Regions from separate parts of the Mus musculus genome. Here region 2 is linked to region 1. The links are chromatin contacts, called in public HiChIP or PLAC-seq maps. All regions are on one chromosome and are shown on one strand. The core of a region is the stretch at or near the end of the contact, and the rest is flanking DNA. Distances in the headings are between cores, read along the strand shown. Region 1 has its middle 43 kb from the start of Cdc42ep3. Region 2 has its middle 30 kb from the start of Gm10494.

Region 1 (3,981 bases), core at 402-2,901:
CATCAGAGTATGAAGTCAAGTGTTAGTCAAATTTCAGGGAAGTCTACCCTACATGGTTAAAAGTGTTCTAAGCTGAAAAAGTTGGGCCAGGGAGAAAAGAGGCATATATACTTAAATATGTGTTGATGGTGTACTTGTGAGTCATGGCCAGGGCAGTGTGGGAAATGACTTAAAGTGAAATCAGCCTGGTTATTACCTTTAAATAAGATGTGCATTTCAGACACAGTGCAGTGATCTAATCCCACTAAGTCTACAGGTTTCTCTAGCATCACATTATTCGAAGAAGATGACAAAACCTGGACAGTTAATGTGTCACTCTTCCTTTAAAGAAATAAAAAAAAAAAGGACCATTTAGACCCCATTCAAAATGCTTTCCTTCCAAACCAATGTGCATTGTTGCATTTTAAAATATGAAGCAAAACTCTTTAGTAATATTTAGAATAATAGTATGCTCACAGGAAATGAGCACAGGTTCAGCTACTGAGCAGCTTTCTGCATGAGAAAACTCTGAACTAAGTCTTCATCAATGCCGCATCAGAGACCAGTGTCCAGTGAGGACATCTTAAAACATATGGCTTGTCCCTCTCCTTAGGATGAAGGTCCCATGCACTACTGTTGGCTCTACCAATTGCTTCAGCCAACAAGACACATATACTCTCATTGACTTCTATTCCTTTGGTTTGCCCCTCCCTTCATCCATACCACCCAGCTTCCCCTATCAACATGCACACATGCACACACACCACATGCACACACACACACACATTCATATAAGCACACACAGACCACTTATCATTTTATCCTTCATGTCTCCACTCAGCTATTACTATGTCTTAGGGACTCCTGGGAGTCTTTAAGCCAATAGTAGCCCAACTGCATCAGACAGGTCATATAACAAACACATCCACAGACCCTCAGTGGACTGCACTGAACATTTATTTCTCCTTCTTCCACCTGCAGTGTGACTAAGACACACACAAAGACAAAGGCCAACCTATCAGCCATTTGAAACCTCTGCTTGTATTTCATTGATCAAGGCAAACCACATGGCCAATTCCAAGACTTAAAGATGGGGAAGCGTTCCCCACCTACTGGGAAGCTGTGATGGTTAATTTGGACTATCAATTTGATTAAATTGAGAAGCGCCTGGGAGGCTAGTGCATTCACATCTCTGGTTATGTCTATACAGATATTTCTCAAAAGGATTAACACATGGGTCAAGGGAGATCCACCCTGGCATGGGAATTGGTATCCCATGGACCAGGATCCTGAGTACTGGGCAGTCTTATGTCAACTTGACACAGCTAAAGTCATCTAAGACAAAAATATCCTCAATTAAGAAAATGTCTTTTTTTAAAGGAAAATGGAAGAGGAGTGGCTCTGGGGGAGAGTGGAGGTATAGGGGGAGGGATTGAGAGGAGTCGGGGGAGGAGAAACTACAGTCAGAATTTAATATATGAGAAAATAATAAATTTTAAGAAAGAAAAAAACAAATGGAAAGAAAAGGGGAGAATAATAAAATAGGGAGAAAACATGAACAATCATGAACTGGTAATAGTTGTTTTCTGTTGGGGATGGGCCTGGTGCTGTTTGTAAGTTAATTCCACTCTCCTGGGATGGGTTGTGGATGAGGAGTGAGTCATAGTTCAGTGACTTCTTGTGAATCAATCCCCTAATGAATAAAGGAGCCAATCACTGGGCGAGTAGGCAGGACTTCAGGGTTGGACGGAGGAAGAGAGGAAGCAGAAGAGAGTTAGGTCCTTTTGGAATGGGACGGGAGATGGGTAAGATGTAGCTGCTAGAGTTTCCTGGTATCATGGCAGATCCACAAGGATTCCCCACCAGAGGAATCAGATTGTAGTAAGGCTTACCAGATTAGGGTTTAGTTGTTGTGCCCAGAGATTGAGTTACCATTGTTTCTGAACTAAGTTTGTGTTGTGTTTTCCTTCATGCAGCAGCTCCTCTGGGTTCAAGAGAGAAAGGTACAGCAGCAAAGCTTGGGTTTGTCAGATGTGCACCACAAAGGCCATGGGGGGATTTGAAGCATGGGGCTGACATGGTAACGACCCACCAGAGGGAACCTACCGAGCTGGGTGGAGAGATTTTGGAGTTCTGAGTCAGTCTCCACAACATAAAAACAGGTCGTTGGCCATTGCCTGCTAGTACATGGCCAGCCAGGCCGCCCGGGCAGAGGCACAAGCACAGGAACGTGCCAACACGTTATTTCCTGCAACAGTTTTCAAGAAACAATGTTGAATAAAATGTGCTTATAAAAAAGAAAAGAAAAGAAAATGCCTTTAGAAAACTGGAAAAAAAAAGAAAAAGAAAAAGGAAACTGGGCTGAAAAGAAGCCTGTGTGGCATTTTCTTAATCTATGATTGATGGTAGAGGGTCTGGCCCATCGTGGGTGGTGTCATTCCTGGGCTGGTGGTCCTGGGTTCTTTAAGAAAGTAGGCTGAGCACGTCAAGTGGAGCAAATCAGCAAGCAGCACTCCTCCATGGCTTCTGCATCAGCTCCTGACTCTGGGTTCCTGCTCTGCCTGAGTTCCTGTCCGGTTGATGATGAGCTGTGATGTGGAATAAGCCAAATAAACCCTTCCCTCCCCAAGTTGCTTTTCTCATGGTGTTTCATCACAGCAATCATAAACTTAAGATAGAAGGGATGAGAGAACACGTTTAGTACAACCATTCTCCTCTGCTCAGCTTCATGGCACCATGGTATAACCTGCTCTTCCCCCCCCATACCCTGTCTGCTACCATAGTCTGGTACCTCTGAAGCAAGGAGACAAACCAAATGTTTGCTGTCTTGTTTCTTTAGGTATTTGGTCAGACAATAAGGAAATCTTACTACTACAGAAGACCTGGAAAGAGTGTGTATATGATAGTACCTATAAGCGGAAGGGCTAAGTAAGCCTGCTTGTTGAATTCACTTACTGGCATTAATGGCACCCGTTACAGTGTGTGGTGATGTGTGCCTAAATTCTCCTGCTACAATGTTTCCTTGTTTTAATTTTTATTTTCAACTGATTCTCAACTATCACTTTCTTACACATAGGGGTTATATCTGTATTGTCTTTTAAACCTGGTATGTGTAGAGTGCACTTGAAAACATTTAAATTGATGAGTAAATGACTCATTTAAAGAATTGGAGACAGACAGTACTATATGATGCACTATCTCCAGCCCTTTATAATGTGTCTCTTATGCATGTTATGTTACTGAATGTTCTTACTACTTTTCATATCAATATAACATGTCAAGACCAGTATGGATAACAGCCAGTTTCTCTTGGGCAGAGAGTAAGAGAGGACATGAATTTCAAGTCACTGACCTACTTTAGTCAATGTCCCGATTGTCAGTGGCAGCCTCCTTTAGAAAAGCAATGTCTAACCTAGTTGGGACATGAGACCCCACAATACCGTGGAGTACAGTTTGGCACTCTCAACACATTTTTTTGAAGAATATTTCAGAATCCTATCTTCTGTTCAGTAATTCGATTTACAGCAAACAGGAAATGGAACACATTTCTAAGCAAATACTTCTCTGATTACTTACACATGCAAATTCATGGACTAAGTTTAGATGTGTAATTAAGCATTGGGCTATTTTTGAGCCCATAATCGCAGGACAAATCAGATGCCCAGAGGAGGCATGTGGCTGACTTATTTCTGTGTATCTGTTTGCATCTCCCACTCAAAACTCTCACCTAGAAAAGGAAAAAAGTCCAACAACAAATGTACAATGGCTTAGAAGTCTTTCTCAGTGACCCAGATGTAGGCCTAGAAAACAAAGTGGCTCAAGGACCTTCCAAGTTCATCATCACCATGATCATCATCATCATCACCATGATCATCATCATCATCATCTTAAGGATGCTTCTCTCAATGGAAAGACGTTGAGTAATGAGCCCTAGGTAAAGAGAGCATCGAGTAAGAGGGAAGTGGGCATAATCTAGGCAGCTGTCACTCCTGCAACGCGTAA
Region 2 (3,981 bases), core at 1,059-3,558, 140 kb before region 1:
AACTCCATCAGGAAATCTTTTACTTCCAAGAAAGTCCCTTTCTTATATCGATATCTTAAAACATTAATAATAAGCCCTGAGTTTGATTGTGATTGCTTGCAAGTGTGGGGGTCACTTCCTGAATCTTGGGATCTTGTCTGTGGTTGCATCTTGAAGAAAAACAAATCCCCATCCTTCAGCAGCCATCAAGTGGCAATCACTCCTCATAGTCCCCTAGCTATCCAGTGCTGCAGTGTTGACTGGTTTAGTCTTGGGAGGACCTTCTGCTGGCAACCATAGCTCCATGTCGTATCTATGAGTGCGTGGTCCACGTCATGCTCAGAAGTCAGCACTTCACAGGATTTCTCATCCTGCTTTAATTCTTACAACCTCTTAGCTCTCCTGAATTTTGTGATGTTCCCCGAGTCTGCAAGGAGACTGATAGAGATATCCAGGTTTAAGGCTGAGGATTCAATAGTTATTTATTCTTAGCACTTTGAGTGGTTATGAGTCTCTTCGTTGACTGCTGTTGACTACAAAACAATGCTTCTCCAGTTAAGAGCAGCACTAATCTACAGATGTAAACATACATAGCTACAAGGCATTTTGACATGCCTATTTATTAAAACAACATAAATAGGCTCCTTCTTGGGGGCCTCTGACCTTCTCAGCTGTGGTTTTTGAACAGGTTTACAGTATCGGGTATAATTTTTTTTCCCTATGTAGAAGACGTCAAATCCAATTTAGAACAGCAGTTGATTGCCTCCATGACATGCCCGCCATGACTGAGCAGTGAGCACATCTTAGTTGGCAGGTTAGTATTCTCATCTGCAAGATCCACAGCTTGGTAGGTGCGTGGACAGTCTTTCCTCCCCAGCAGCCTGCATTGCAACTTCGAGCACTTTGAAAACCTAGCCAGCAGGGAGGAAGTTTTCAAGGCAGTTCTAGCTTGATTTTTCTGTGTCCTGTGCTCAAAGTGCAGTACCTTCAGTAATATGGGCTCCCCATCTGTTCTGGTGGACATTCAAATGAATGGCAATAGCCTGTGTTGTTTTAGGCACCTCTGAGCCCTCTCTGATCAGCAAATCCATAGGGAGGTATTTCACTCCTGGTACTGGGATCTTTGCTTACCACCCCGTGGCCTTTGAGAGAAGCATTAGCCAGCCATACAGAGTAACTTTATTTAGATTCCTTTAAAAAATTCTACATTTCTAATTACTGTACAAAGTAGTGAGTTTCCATAAGACTTTTTACACATCTTTAGCATTGGTTAGACCTTTCTCTATACACTCCTCATCCGCGTATTCCCATCCCTAACTAAACCTTTCTACTCTCAGTGTTTACACCTCCCCCATCTACTTTCATATTACATGCATTCAATTATCCCTTACCTAGCTTAGGGGTTCTTCTCCTCCCACCTCCAAGAGACCCTTTCTAGCTTCTGACATCTATAATAAAATACCCTGGTTTTGTTTTGTTTTTTACCTCTGATTGAGAAACAGGTAGAAACCCAGAGCAACTTCTCCAACACTAAGAAAAGCAGAGTTAAGACGCAAGTCTAGACCTCTCATATCTGGTCCCATGTGACTTAGTACGTGAGAGAAGGCAGGAAGATGAAGGAGTAAAGCAGGACTTGTATGCCACAAGATGTCATCTACCACAAAGTCTTCTAGTCTCTCATTTTATCCACTCCATTACTTAACAAATATGTCATAGGCTGACTTTCCTACACACAGTGATGGCTGAGGCATGACTCAGTGACCATTGTTGTCCTCCCTGAGTGCACATTTTCCAGACTTCTTTTCACCAAGGCTTCTTTGGAGAATCTACAAGATCCATTAATGATTCTCATCTTTTAGCATGCTTGCAGCTCCGTCAGGTCTTAGCTACCAGTCTCTGAGTCACTAGATATGGGACGGCTTCAGGTTCTGACTAAGAAAACTAATGACATTGATGCTGGACCATTTTGAGCAGGGAAAGTGTAGTCTTCAACATATTTAAAAAAATTTTTTTTCAAGTCAATGCCACTAAACAATCTTCATTTGAGGGATACTTGGTGGATGCCATGAGAAAGGCCATCATTTACAAATTTCTGCTGTCAGTAGTTCTAAAAAAAATATCTAAGGTCAGATTGGACCTGTTGGGATCCAAACCAAGAAAGTTTTGGGGGACTTTTCTATGCTTTCTACAAGGCTGTTGTATGCAATTACCTCTAGTTTGTCAAGAGAGGTAGCTATTGGGTTTTCTGTCTTTTAGGAGGTAGTCAGTTCTGGAAAACCATACTGGCTCGTATGAACCCTGACTAATAACAGGAACTAGACAATTAGCTGACCACTGAAATTGCTCAAGATAATAGGATTGGGATGAGATGTCATCTTTATGGAATCTCTTCAGTTACCTTGGCCAAAGTCAACAGGGAAATGAGGAAATTTTCTGAAATTTGTATATAACTATTTCCAATGCTATTTATGTGCCTACCAACTACTATGTTTAAATGTAAATTCTTTTTCTTTTTCAGTTCAACAGTTACTATTAATGCTATTCAATTACAGGTTTTCGGCATGCTTGTCTCCCCCCACATATGTAGATGTCAAACATGTTACTAACCTAACATTTGGTGTATCTTCAAGAACACTGCGGTTCAGTTCTGGGAGGATACCCAGTTCAGGGGATGGTTGATGTTAATTCGTGGGTTGCTTTTGCTTTGTCTCACTAAAAAATAGGATGCTAGTGTAACACATTTTTGGGAGATTTTATCTCATGAGGCAAGTAGAAAATATCTGGTACTGATAGCAATAATCCATAAAGTTCCATATCTTAAAATATCATTTCTTTGAATTATACTAATGAGTTCTGTAAGTTCAAAAAAATAAAACATTACACTTTTTCCCCCTGCCAAAGCAAGCAGAAAAGCAGCCGGGGGGAGGGGGTGGGAAGGCAAGCTATTTCAGATTCTTTAAAAGCTCAGAATCTTAAGATATAAGATATGATAAATATAAGTAGCACAAACTTAATTATATTAGAAGAAGGAGAGGGAGAGGGAGTGGGGGAGGGGGAGGGGGAGAGGGGGAGCGGGAGAGGGAGAGGGAGAGAGGGAGGGGGAGAGGGAGGGAGAGAGGGGGGGGAGGGGAGAGGGGCGAGAGGGAGAGGGGGAGGGCAGAGGGAGGGGGAGAGGGGCAGGGGGAGAGGGAGGGAGAGAGATAGGAGAAGGGGAGAGGGAGGGGGAGAGGTGGAGGGAAGAGGGAGAGGGAGAGGGAGAGGGAGAGGGAGAGGGAGAGGGAGAGGGAGAGGGAGAGGGAGAGGGAGAGGGAGAGGGAGAGGGAGAGGGAGAGGGAGAGGGAGAGGGAGAGGGAGAGGGAGAGGGAGAGGGAGAGGGAGAGGGAGAGGGAGAGAGCATACAGCAGAAAGAGGTCTGACCTCAGGGAGGGTAGTAGAGGCTGGACATAGATAAGGAACAGCCTGACAAATAAGTTCACATCCTGATCAAGACTGTAAACTAAATGGCAGGAAATGTACTTAAGAAAAATATAGACACCGCCTGCTTGGCAGTGGCTGACATAGACCTAGCTGAGAAAGTTACATAAAACCGAGACCTGGAGGCTGAGAAGGTCCGAGAAGGGCGTGTTCTTTTTCCCCTGCAGGAAAGATTGTGGTTATGAGAGGAGTGGAATGAATAACTGACCATCTTCCTGGACAAGTTAAGTTTCTGACTGCTTCTCACTGCTGACAACTAACATTTCAAAGCTACTTCCTTAGCCTTCTTAACCCCCAAAGCCATGAGATTTGGCCACCCCATCTCACAAGAGGAATCTGATTATGATGTTAAGAAATTTGGCCAGGGAGGTACAGAAAATATAACTGACTTAGGTAAGAAATGAAGTGCAAGGAAGAATAAAATCCTTGCTGTGTTTCCTCTAAATATATTAGGCTAACTTTTTGGGTTTTATTTTATTTTTTATTTTATTTTATTTTTTGATTAGTGTTTAGTTTAGTGAAAACTTG

Evidence for each region. HiChIP or PLAC-seq counts read pairs in DNA pulled down with a chosen protein or histone mark.
Region 2: an H3K27ac HiChIP or PLAC-seq map of embryonic fibroblasts shows a contact between it and region 1, with 9 read pairs. The contact joins two enhancer-like sites. A contact is called at or near these places in 1 of 15 datasets of contacts at CTCF or cohesin (the NIH/3T3 cell line), 1 of 484 Hi-C or Micro-C datasets (nephron progenitors) and 2 of 115 datasets of contacts at active chromatin or transcription factors (embryonic fibroblasts and fibro-adipogenic progenitors).

What each region holds. Positions count from the first base shown.
Region 1 is chr17:79,396,296-79,400,276 of GRCm38.p6, reverse strand. No RefSeq gene overlaps it. Among named protein-coding and RNA genes, the nearest start is that of Cdc42ep3, 43 kb to the right of the region's middle. Within about 2 kb of position 1,651, at least 10 of the 459 cell types and tissues checked have an H3K27ac peak or open chromatin away from gene starts, as enhancers often do. A contact at or near this core is called in embryonic fibroblasts, where this site is marked.
Region 2 is chr17:79,538,573-79,542,553 of GRCm38.p6, reverse strand. No RefSeq gene overlaps it. Among named protein-coding and RNA genes, the nearest start is that of Gm10494, 30 kb to the right of the region's middle. Within about 2 kb of position 2,308, at least 23 of the 459 cell types and tissues checked have an H3K27ac peak or open chromatin away from gene starts, as enhancers often do. A contact at or near this core is called in embryonic fibroblasts, where this site is marked.